Linked DNA regions of Rattus norvegicus: region 1 is linked to region 2. A link is a contact called in public HiChIP or PLAC-seq data. All regions are on one chromosome and are shown on one strand. The core of a region is the stretch at or near the end of the contact, and the rest is flanking DNA. Distances in the headings are between cores, read along the strand shown. Region 1 holds the start of Agps (alkylglycerone phosphate synthase). Region 2 holds the start of Hnrnpa3 (heterogeneous nuclear ribonucleoprotein A3).

Region 1 (5,455 bases), core at 1,792-4,291, 170 kb after region 2:
TTTTAGAAATGTTTGGTTGGCCCAGGGTTCTTATCTTTTCTCACCCGGTTTGAAAGCTCTTCCCTGATTGGTCTCATTTCCTCGTCTTCTCTGCAAACCCAAGTTCTGCCAATCAGAGTCTACTTGGTACCCTATAAATTCAGACTAAAGCCTATAGAAGGCAGACACTCCTGTTCTTTTCAGGGGATGAGGCCTGAACGAAGAGTTCATAATCCAGTTCCCAGGCAGCTCGCTCAGGAGAGAAGACCTTTAAGAGTCACTGGAGAGATATTGGTCCCTGGTACTCAACCAGTGGCTACAGGAAGTAGGAGTTGGGGAAGACCTATTTGTCCTCAGCCTCTGAGACACTGCAGATGAGATGAGACTCAAACCGGCTGCTTCCAGCCTCCGAAAGCTGTAACACTCCCCAAGGTTGTCAGTAGAGGGCCACAGGCTTTTAATCCTAACACTGTAGCACAGACACAGGCAGGTGGATCTTGTGAATTGGAGGACATCTTCATCTTATCCTGAGTTGTAGGTCAGCCACGGCTGACCCCTCAAGCCAAAGCAAGCAAGCAAGCAAGCCAGCCAGCCAGCCAGCCAGCCAGCCAGTGAGCGAGCGAGCAAAAAGCAAACAAAACCTCCAAACAAACCACAAAACATTTCTCAGAGCTTCTATGGCTCCAAGATAGTATCCTCCTGTGGACAAGAGTTCAAACTTATCTTATTTAAATCCTGTTTTATCCGGTTTAAAGTTGTTAATCATGATGAATTGATAATAAAGTACCTCCTATTTACGTTCTGACGTCTGTGGATACCATTCTTGGAGGAGGGTAACAAAGAACCAGGTTGAAGACCTGGCTTCCGCTGATCACTGAAGCGCAATTGCAGGAGGCAACCAAACATGAATTGCTAGCTAGAGCACTTTCCTCTGTAGCTCTAGTCTCTTTCCCTAGATTCAAAAATTTGAGCTCCTTATATAAACTGAAGTGTATGTTTCTGTTACAGTATGACTTCTGCCTTCACAAAGTCTTTGGCTCTTTTGCAGGAAAAGAAACGCATAAATAAGAATTAAATGAAGACATACATCGAAAGTGAACAGACATGCTTAGGGAAACAATGCACGCGGAGAGAAAGGCGTGGGGGAAGTGCCAGCTGTACGGAGGCAAAGCCGCAGTAAAAGAACCCGAGGTTGGTGGAACAAAATGGCGGTGAGGCCACTGGAAGAAGGAAGCACGGAAGGAGGCAGATGAGGACAGAGCTTCTGTTTCATTTAAGGAAGCACAGGCGAATGAATACGCTCTTGCAAGAGCAAAGGATAATCTACATTAGAGGCTATAGAACATCGAGACTCAATAACTGATAAATCAAAACCAACGTTGCTATTTTTCTGTGCAGCGATGTCACTGGTGACATCTGAGTTTGTTTGATGAAGATAACGGAAGTAAAATATGAGGAAGTGGGAGCAATGACTGGATGAATGGAGGGGACGTCGGTTAGGAAAAACCCTTAGCTCTTTAATTCTTGGCCTGAGTCATCTCTACCTCCTCTGGTGACTTTTATCAAGCTAATGAATATGGTTGTGTCTTTTTGTTCAGCTGGTGCAAGGAAGACAAAATGTTTGAGATTATGTGCACTGTACTGGAAGGTGAACTGAGGTTTAATTTTTTTTTTTGAAGTAAGATCTACTTCTCTAGATCCTTGCCAAAGGATCTCTTTCCTCTGTTATCAAATGCTCAGGAATGTATATCTGCTTTCTTGGTCATCCACCGAATCCCAGTCACACCCAGCAGGAGCAGATTTGCCCTGGTGGGATGATGTACACTGACGCTGAAACAGGGTTCATGAACTTAAAAGTCAGAAGAGCAAAGGGAATTCAACAGAGACCTGAGGTAGTTCCACAAAAATAGATATTACTAGGCCTTTGTAGCTTTTATATCATCTGAAAATCAAGTATAAAAAGATGCTAAGCCACCCAAATAGAGTGTCTTCATCAAACCCCTCTATTCAGGGCTCAGGGATCTACCCAGAAAAGGAGAAAAGATTGTTAAGAGCTGGAGGTGATGGATGACTCCAAAGAAAGTGTCTTCCGGATACAACAGAACTAATTCACATAGGAACTTACAGGAATTGTGACAGCATGCAAAGGACCTACAGAGAATCAAGCCAGATGGAGTCCTAGAGTTGAGAGAGTGAAGTGGACACAGCGTCCCACCTTTAACCCAGAAGCTATCTGAAACTGGTACCCATCATGAGCAAAAGAAAATTACTTTTCTCCAGTGGAGTCTCACTAGGTATAATAACTACACTTTAAACAAAACAAACTCAATAGTATTTTTGCAGACAACACCTTTTCAAGTAAACAAACAACAACAACAGCAGCAGCAGCAGCAGCAGCAGCAGCAGCAGCAGCAGCAAGAAACCCCAAAACAACCATTAGCTTGAAGGCTGTATAAAAAACACATCTCCAAGTGGGCAAGATGGCTTGGTAGGTAAAGGTACTTGCCACGAAGTTTAACGACCGGAGTTTGATGCCCTGGATCCACATGGTGGAAGGAGTCTACTGGAAGTTGTCCTCTGACCTCCACGAGAGTGCTGAGCGCAGTGTTAGACACTAAGTAGGTGATGAGAAGCGAGACTGATGGGATACTGGCTCTATCGCTTAAAGGATCGGTTTTTGACCTAGCAGGGGAAGTAGGGTTGTTCACTAGGCTTGGCTCCATTGCCAGATCAGCAGCACCACAACTACAATTCAGGTTCTTAGGCATCTGTCCCAGAAAATAGCCTCCAGGCGCTCGGGCCACATCCAAGGACGCCACACCCATAGGTTTGGCCATTGCGGGTGTGCTGTGTAGTTTGGCTCTCCTCCTGTCCCTTTGGGCCAATCTTGGATCCTCTGGAACTCACCTGCTCTGCAGGTACGCCAAGCCGAGGCGCGGCGAGGCGCGGCGGCGGGAGTGGCCGAGGCGGGGAGGGGCGGGGCGAGACTGCTGTGGGCGGGGACAGAGCCCGTTGAAGCTCCAGGCGCAAGGCCCCTGCCGCCAGTCGCCGCGGTGACTGCCGGGATGCGCTGCAGCGAATGGTCGCGCGGGGCGCCGCTCTGAGTGACCTTTCACCCGCGCCCAGCGGCCTCGGGCGGCAGCACAAGGCGGAAGCCATGGCGGAGGCGGCGGGAGAGGCGGGCGCGAGCGAGCGGGACCCAGACGCGGTCCGCGCGCGTCGGCGGCTGCGGGTTCTGTCGGGCCATCTGCTGGGCCGGCCCCAGGAGGCTCCAAGTACCAATGAGTGCAAAGCGCGGAGAGCCGCGTCGGCGGCCGGGGCGTCGCCCGCTGCTTCTCCCGCCGCGCCGGAGTCGGGCACCATCCCCAAGAAGCGGTGAGTAGCGGCCCGGGAAGCAGCTGGCGGTGGGAGGCCACGTGCGGCCTGGGCTGAGGGAGAGGAGAGCACGGGAGTGGGCAGGGAGTTGCCACGGTGGGCGGAAGGCATTCCGGTCCCTGCGAGTACATCAGCTTGCAAGTGACCAGCCTGGGAGTGGACCTGACACACAGGACTCTGTCGGGAAGGGGCGGGATGGCTTGGCCGGATTTTGGTCTCTTTTTGAAGGAAACACATTTCATGACCTCATGGGGAGAAGGTTTAAGTGGATCTCCTCTCTCGTTTTTTGATGATAGAAACTCATTCTCTATTTTGGAACGGGTAGCAGGAGGGTTCTTAATCTACGAGGAAGAGGTGTAAATTTGCACTAGATAATCAGATTTCTGGAAATTCTATAAAGCCTGGGTGCGGGCAGGCTGGGGTGGGGATCATTGGCACTCTGGAGAAAGGTGTTGAGTGGTTTCTGTAGGGTAGGTTACCACTTCCTTATGGTCGTGGGTTCTAACTTTAAGGGAGGAAACCAGTGAGTGAGTGAGATGCAGTAAGTAGACTGCAAGCATTAGTGACTTAAGACTTTGGTATTCCAGCTACTGATCCCGTAAGAAGCTAAAAGACAGGAGTCTGAACGAAGAATGTTTGTAAAATCTTAAGACCATTGGAGGAGAATCTCTTATGTCTGATGGAAGCTGTGGAGAAATGGTGTTTTCTGAGATTATCAGTTTGGAAAAACTTGGAGAATGAAAAAAAAAGATTTTGCTTACTTGAATGTGTACTTTCAAAGTGCTGGAGATGGGGCTAAATCCATTATTTTTAAGATTCTAAGCTATTAGGTAGGTGCAGAATCTTCCCTTTTACAGATGAAGAAATTAGAAAACTTTAAGACGTGTGCTGCATGTAGCAGATACCAGTGTTACAGTTTACACATCAAAAGCAAACCACATGGACGTTTATTAATTCAACCCATGTAAGTTCTTACTGCATACACACTGTACCAGAAATGCAGGGATTCTGAAATGTGCTATTCACTGTAGGGCACTAAAGTAATACAGTATAAGAAATTTAGCTGATGATTGAAACTCATGGTTTTTGAGTATATGTATTTGTTAGAATAAAGGCTTTAATAAGCCACAGTTTTCTGTGTAAATCTTGACATTTGTAATGAAAACAGCCTACCAGAGGGGGAGAATGTTCATGGTAGACAAGCAGAATGGTGACAGGTATAGAAAGTGCAGGAGTAGAAACTGCCTGACTCAAGTGTACCAGAAACTGTGAGAATGACATGGGATGAGGGCTCTAGAGGGGAAACGACGTCAGACTGACTTTTCAGAAAGGACACACTGGAATGGAAAGGAAGACTTGGTTGGCACTGTGATGGCTGGAAACAGATCTAGGTTTGAATTCCATTAGGTCTTTTTTTTTTACCCTCTAAACTTTCTGTCTCTCTCAGAGCTCTGTCCCCTCATTTTAAGAAAGATATAGAACTGGATGTGGTGATATACACCTTTAATCCCAGCATTTGGGAGGTAGAGGCTGGAGACCCTGTTTTAGAAAATGGAAACCAAACCAAACAAAAACAAAAAACAAAAGCGCTAATTCCTGCTTTGCATTTTTGCTTTGGCAACAGAAAAATGCAGCTGAAAGATGTTCACTGTACTGTCTGTTACACAAGCTCTCAACAGATAGCTGTGGTTGCTTATGTCCAAAGACAGACAGTGGTTATGAATCTCAACTCTTAATGCATAATGCCGGGACTCTGAACTAAGGCGTACCAGTTTAAGAATATGAGGAGGTGCACGGTTTCCAGAATTTGGTTACTTGGTGATAGGAGAGGGTAAAATTGATAGACACTTATATTCTCTGGTTTCACTGAAGTTTTATTAGCTGTTATGGGGTTTAAGATTTTTCATTTTTTCCAATGGCTTTATATACATGGCTATTTTCTCATTTGCATGTATCTGTGTGATTAAACATTTATATGTGCACTTAACATTATTAAATTCAGTAGGCAGGGCAGATTTCCTTAAGACTGGATTTAGTGACCTTTGCCTTCAACATTTGGAGATGAAATAGTTGTTTTTTGTTTATGTGGCCCTGGCTGCCC
Region 2 (4,922 bases), core at 1,064-3,563:
TCTAAGATGGAGTCTAAAGCCAAAAACTCGGTCTCTCAAAACCATCTCGAAAAACCAAGGATCAAAAAAAGAGAGGTAGGGTTGGGGATTTAGCTCAGTGGTAGAGCGCTTGCCTAGGAAGCGCAAGGCCCTGGGTTCGGTCCCCAGCTCCGGAAAAAAAAAAAAAAAAAAAAAAAAAGAGAGAGAGAGGTAGCTGAGCATGCCCCAGGGAGCAAGCCAGCCAAAGATCGGCTGTAGTTTCTGCCTCAATTCCTGCCTTGATTTCCTTCAGTGGTGACCACGACCTGGAATTACACCAGGTTTTCCTCTTCTAAGTTGGTTTTGGTCATGGCGTTTATTACAGCAACAGAAAGCAAACTAGAACCAGGGTATCCTGTAGCCCAGGGTGGCCTCACACCCACTTTGTAAATGTCCTTGAACTGTTTTGAGACAGGGTGTCTATGTCCAAGAGCTAGCTGGCCTGGTACTCTCAGAGATCCTTCTGCATCTGCTTCCTGATTGCTGTGACTAAAGTCCTGAGGCACCACATGTGGCTGCCCTGGTTCTTTTGAAATTCCCAACCTCCATTCCCCAAGCACTGTGAGTTTGAGGGATTAGAAGGTGTGTCACCCGTCCAGTGTGCAGAGATGAGGATCCAGGCTAAGGCCTCACGATTGAGTGTTGGAATTAAAGGTGTGTGCCACCATCTGAATCCATTTCTAATCTTTCACAGGAAGGAACAGTTAAACTACAAAGGAATTTGTTACACAGAATGTTAAAATATGCAATTTGTTTCAGGAAAAGACTTTGTCAATTGTGCCTCCCCCCCCCCCCGCCCCAATACTTTTAAATAGAGATCTGCAAATTTTTTTCTTTCCTTTTGAGACAGGGTCTCACTATATATACACTGGCTCCCTGAAACTCCACGTAGGGCCAGAGACACATCAGCCTCTTTCTTCAGAGTAGGCTAGAGGTGTCCCATACTATGCCTGGCAAATCTGTAAATTGTTAATCTACAGTTGTGGTGAGAAGGCTAGGCTGATTCCACGACAGGCTTCAAATTAGCAGTTAAGGAACTAGGCCTAAAATCCCAGGCTTCAGCTAGTCAGAAACTGCCCCACCACCTGGCCTGAAACAAGGACAATGGGTCAATAGTTTCCAGCCAGCCCCCACGCCCCAGTAATGGAATGTTCTTAGAGATAGCAGTAGAACACAGCCCACCTACCCCCGGATTCCTCAGCAACAGTTTCCAGCCACCACACCCCGGCAACGGTTCTGGAATACCTAGAGAAAGACAACCACCAACCCCGGGATTCCACTAAGGTGCTTTAAACTGAGCCTGCGAACTTATTTCCGGCTCTATCTTGGTAATGGGAAACTCCAGCATGCTAGACGTCTACAGAATAAAACATTTTGCGTTTACATGAGTCCGGGGGGTGTCATTCTTCAGCGAACCATGGCCCCTTACAGTGGGTGTTTCGAGATCACCTAATCCTATGTTCACTTTTACTTGAGCAACTAAAGTCCAAATGATTCCGAATCCCTTTGCCAGGCAGAAAAAGGATTCGACTTATTTCATTCACATGCTGCACAGTAAAACTTGAAACAGATGACCACATTAAATAAGGAACAAATATCTAGTCAACAGGTAGGTAGCCTATATGGCCAGAAGCCTTTTAGAAACTTTGGAAATGGTCCCATTCTCTAGATTCTGTACCCAAAACAAGTGGTTCTGCTTCTTCCTCGCAGACTATCTTAATCTTTTAAATAAGCAAGTTGCCTAAGGTGAAATCTTATTAACTCAGCCGCATTTTGCGGTCTGTGAGAAGTGCAAGACTGAAACTTGCAGTGTGGGTCTCCCAAGCTGGCGGAGCCATATTTTCCACACCTCGGCTTCCGATATTTGGGCACCCGCGAGGAAGGCGAAGGGGTCAATCGACTTTCTTACAACCTTAAGTCTCAAGTAAGAAAAGCGTGACTTTAAATCTGGCACTGGAGTGGGGCGAACTCGGAAATAGAGACCCAGAAGAGCGCGGGGGAGGGGCGAGAGGCGCTGGAAGAAAGGGAAAGGCCTTTCTCTAAGCTGACGCGCGGTCACGCGGCTTTCTCCCGACGTGGGCACTCGCTATTGGTCAAGCTGCAGCTGACGTAAGCGTAGCTGCCGGGCGCGAACCGCGGCGAGGGCGGCGCTGCGTTGGAAGTTGGCGAGGCGCGCGCGCTCCCGTTGGCGGCCCAATCCCTGCTCTCCACTCTCGGCCCGCCAACCCACTGGTCCAGTCGCGCTCCGCTTTGGCGTGACCCCGCCCCCGATGGGCGGGCGGCGCGCGGATAGAACATCACGTGGTTACTAGCCCCGCCTCTTCCTCTCGGTCCCATATTGAACTCGAGTTGGAAGAGGCGAGTCCGGTCTCAAAATGGAGGTAAAACCGCCGCCCGGTCGCCCCCAGCCTGACTCCGGCCGTCGCCGCCGCCGCCGGGGGGAGGAGGTATTAGGGGGAGAGCGGGGGGTTGCTGGGTAGTTGCCGGCTTGGGGGGGCTTTGGCTCGATGGGAGCGGGGAGGCCGGGGGAAACCGGGACGATCGTCCCGCGCTTTGCTCTGAGGGCGGTGGGAGGGGGAGGGGAGCGGGCCGAGTGGCCTCATCCAGGCCCTCCTTCGCCCTGGTCCTCTCGGCCGGCCGCACCAGCAGCCCTCGAAGACGCGGCGCGGCCGGGGAGTAGGTCTGCGGCCCGGCGAGGAGCCCTCGGGCTGTGGGGCCTGACTGGCGAGGCCGCGGGCGGCATGGCGGGCCTCCGCGGGAGCGGTTGGGAGGAGGAGGTGGGGGAGGGGAGGAGCACATCCGGGCGAGCGAGCAGGCGGGCGGCGGCCACATTGACATTGATCTGCCGCCGCGTTACGAAATGGCGCATTGGCCCGCAATGGCCGCCGCCTGGCTACGCCGCCAAGAAGGAGTGCGCGGGATTGGAGGGAACGGCGGGAGGCGGCCGGGCAGAAAATGCCGCAGATGGCCTCCAGGCTCCGGGCGCGGTGCTTTCCGCTGGGGTGCTGCCGGCGCGGATCTATCTAGGCCTTGGCGGGCCTTCTGGGTGATGACAATCCGCGCAATATTCTGGCCGGATTTTCTCAGCGCTCATTTGGGGATACATTACTGAAAAGCTTGCTGCTTTAAGGTGCTTCCTAACCCGCTGCTTGTGCTCAAGGATTTGGAATGGAGTATTTACAGCGTCCTACGGTTGAAGTCTTAACCATTTCGGGGTTTTGAGTGTAGTTGTTTATTTGGAACTTATTTATCTAATTTCTCATATTTCGGATTGGCCCGGGTTATGGTTTACTGGATTTTGGTTTTAGAGAACTGCGATCACACTCGAACATAACCACGATTACGTGAATTTTGTGTGTATAGAGATGTTGTTTTTTGTGTATTGTCAAATTCATTTATCCGAGGCTTGAATAAATGGGACTAAGTGAATTATTTGGGTAGTTGATCATTTAACGGGTTTCTGGTATGTGGCTGTTTTTATTATATTGAATGTCCTAACATTTCTGTTTCTAGAGAATGGAAGATGTTTTAAATGTGTAAATGTGAGCCCCCGTAAGGACTTGTGTTGAATTGTCTTAATGCGTTCATTAAAAGCGTTCACGCGAAAGTAAAACCTTCAAAAGAAAGTCACAGTGTAGATTATTTCCTAAGTCAGTTACGGTTTTGTTCCTAATTCCTCTGGTCAGGCAGCATGTACTATGCCTTGTAAATCCAAGTTTACGTAGTTGTGAATATAGGAATCGCATTCGAAGTCACTTAAAACCATTCGACGGAAATGGGTATAACCAAGGTAAATTGATTACAGATAGCTAAGTAGTGGAACTACGTGTGAATGTTGCGTGCCCACCTGTTATCCTAGTATTTGAAAGGCTAAGTAAGGTAGGACTGCCTCAAGTTCCAGGCTAGCTTAGCCTGCCCTTATCTTGAGCCTGCCTCAAAACTCACCCACCCACACCCTTAGTCCCTACAAGGTATTATTATGGGATTGTTTTTACGTCTTGGCTGTGTTCTGTTTTGTTCTTTGTGGGATATGCCTATTTTGCGTAGGAATGTCTTAATAACTGACTGGCTGGAAATGTGAATTTCTTTTAATTTGCCATTGTAAGCTTAAGTTGCATTTTATGGATCATGTTTTAAAATTATGGGTTTGTTGGTGTTGCAGACTGAGGACAGTGGAAATGGCATGGGTTGAATGAATAATGCTGAGTCTTTGGGGTTAATTTTTCTAGTGAATGACTTGTTACAAACATCTGAACTATTCTAGACTTTTAGTTGTAGCTTTAAAAAATTAGTTTTGAAGAAGTCTGGGACCGTTTGGGGTTCAGTTTAGTTATACTTTAAAGTGACCCCGATACCATTTTTAGAGGGTTTTGTTTGTTTTTAAGACAACCTACTCACCTCATACTAGACAACCTCATACTGGCCTTAAAAAATTGGATATGTAGTCCAGGCCAGTCTCTGTCTCCCAAACGCTGAAGTTAACTGGTGTGTATTATCATGCCCAGCGTGGAGCAGATTTTTTTTAATTGGATGGAATGTTGTTACGGGTTTTGAGACACCTATAACTTAAAGTTCATTTTCTCCAAGAAAAAAAATAACTATCAATCTTTTTCCTCAGGGCCACGATCCAAAGGAACCAGAGCAGCTGAGGAAGCTGTTTATTGGTGGTCTGAGCTTTGAAACCACAGATGATAGCTTAAGAGAACATTTTGAGAAATGGGGCACACTTACAGATTGTGTGGTGAGTTCTTGGGGTAAAAATGATCTTAGAAAGGGATGGAGACCTATAGGATTATTTAATACTTTGAACTATTTTATAGGTAATGAGAGATCCTCAAACAAAACGTTCCAGAGGCTTTGGTTTTGTGACCTACTCTTGTGTCGAAGAGGTGGATGCTGCAATG

What was found. HiChIP or PLAC-seq counts read pairs in DNA pulled down with a chosen protein or histone mark.
Region 1: a contact with region 2 is called in an H3K27ac HiChIP or PLAC-seq map of oligodendrocytes, with 5 times the contacts expected there. The contact joins the promoter of Agps here to the promoter of Hnrnpa3 in region 2. A contact is called at or near these places in 2 of 12 Hi-C or Micro-C datasets (the A7r5 cell line and mammary epithelial cells) and 1 of 1 datasets of contacts at active chromatin or transcription factors (oligodendrocytes).

What each region holds. Positions count from the first base shown.
Region 1 is chr3:81,151,558-81,157,012 of GRCr8, forward strand. Agps (alkylglycerone phosphate synthase) reads left to right here and starts at 3,042. Exons shown (of 20, transcript NM_053350.2): 1 at 3,042-3,354. The coding sequence starts at 3,059. LOC134486388 (a long non-coding RNA gene) reads right to left here and starts at 3,043. Exons shown (of 3, transcript XR_010065235.1): 1 at 2,887-3,043.
Region 2 is chr3:80,983,621-80,988,542 of GRCr8, forward strand. Hnrnpa3 (heterogeneous nuclear ribonucleoprotein A3) reads left to right here and starts at 2,314. Exons shown (of 11, transcript NM_001111294.1): 1 at 2,314-2,465; 2 at 4,637-4,759; 3 at 4,839-4,922. The coding sequence starts at 2,394.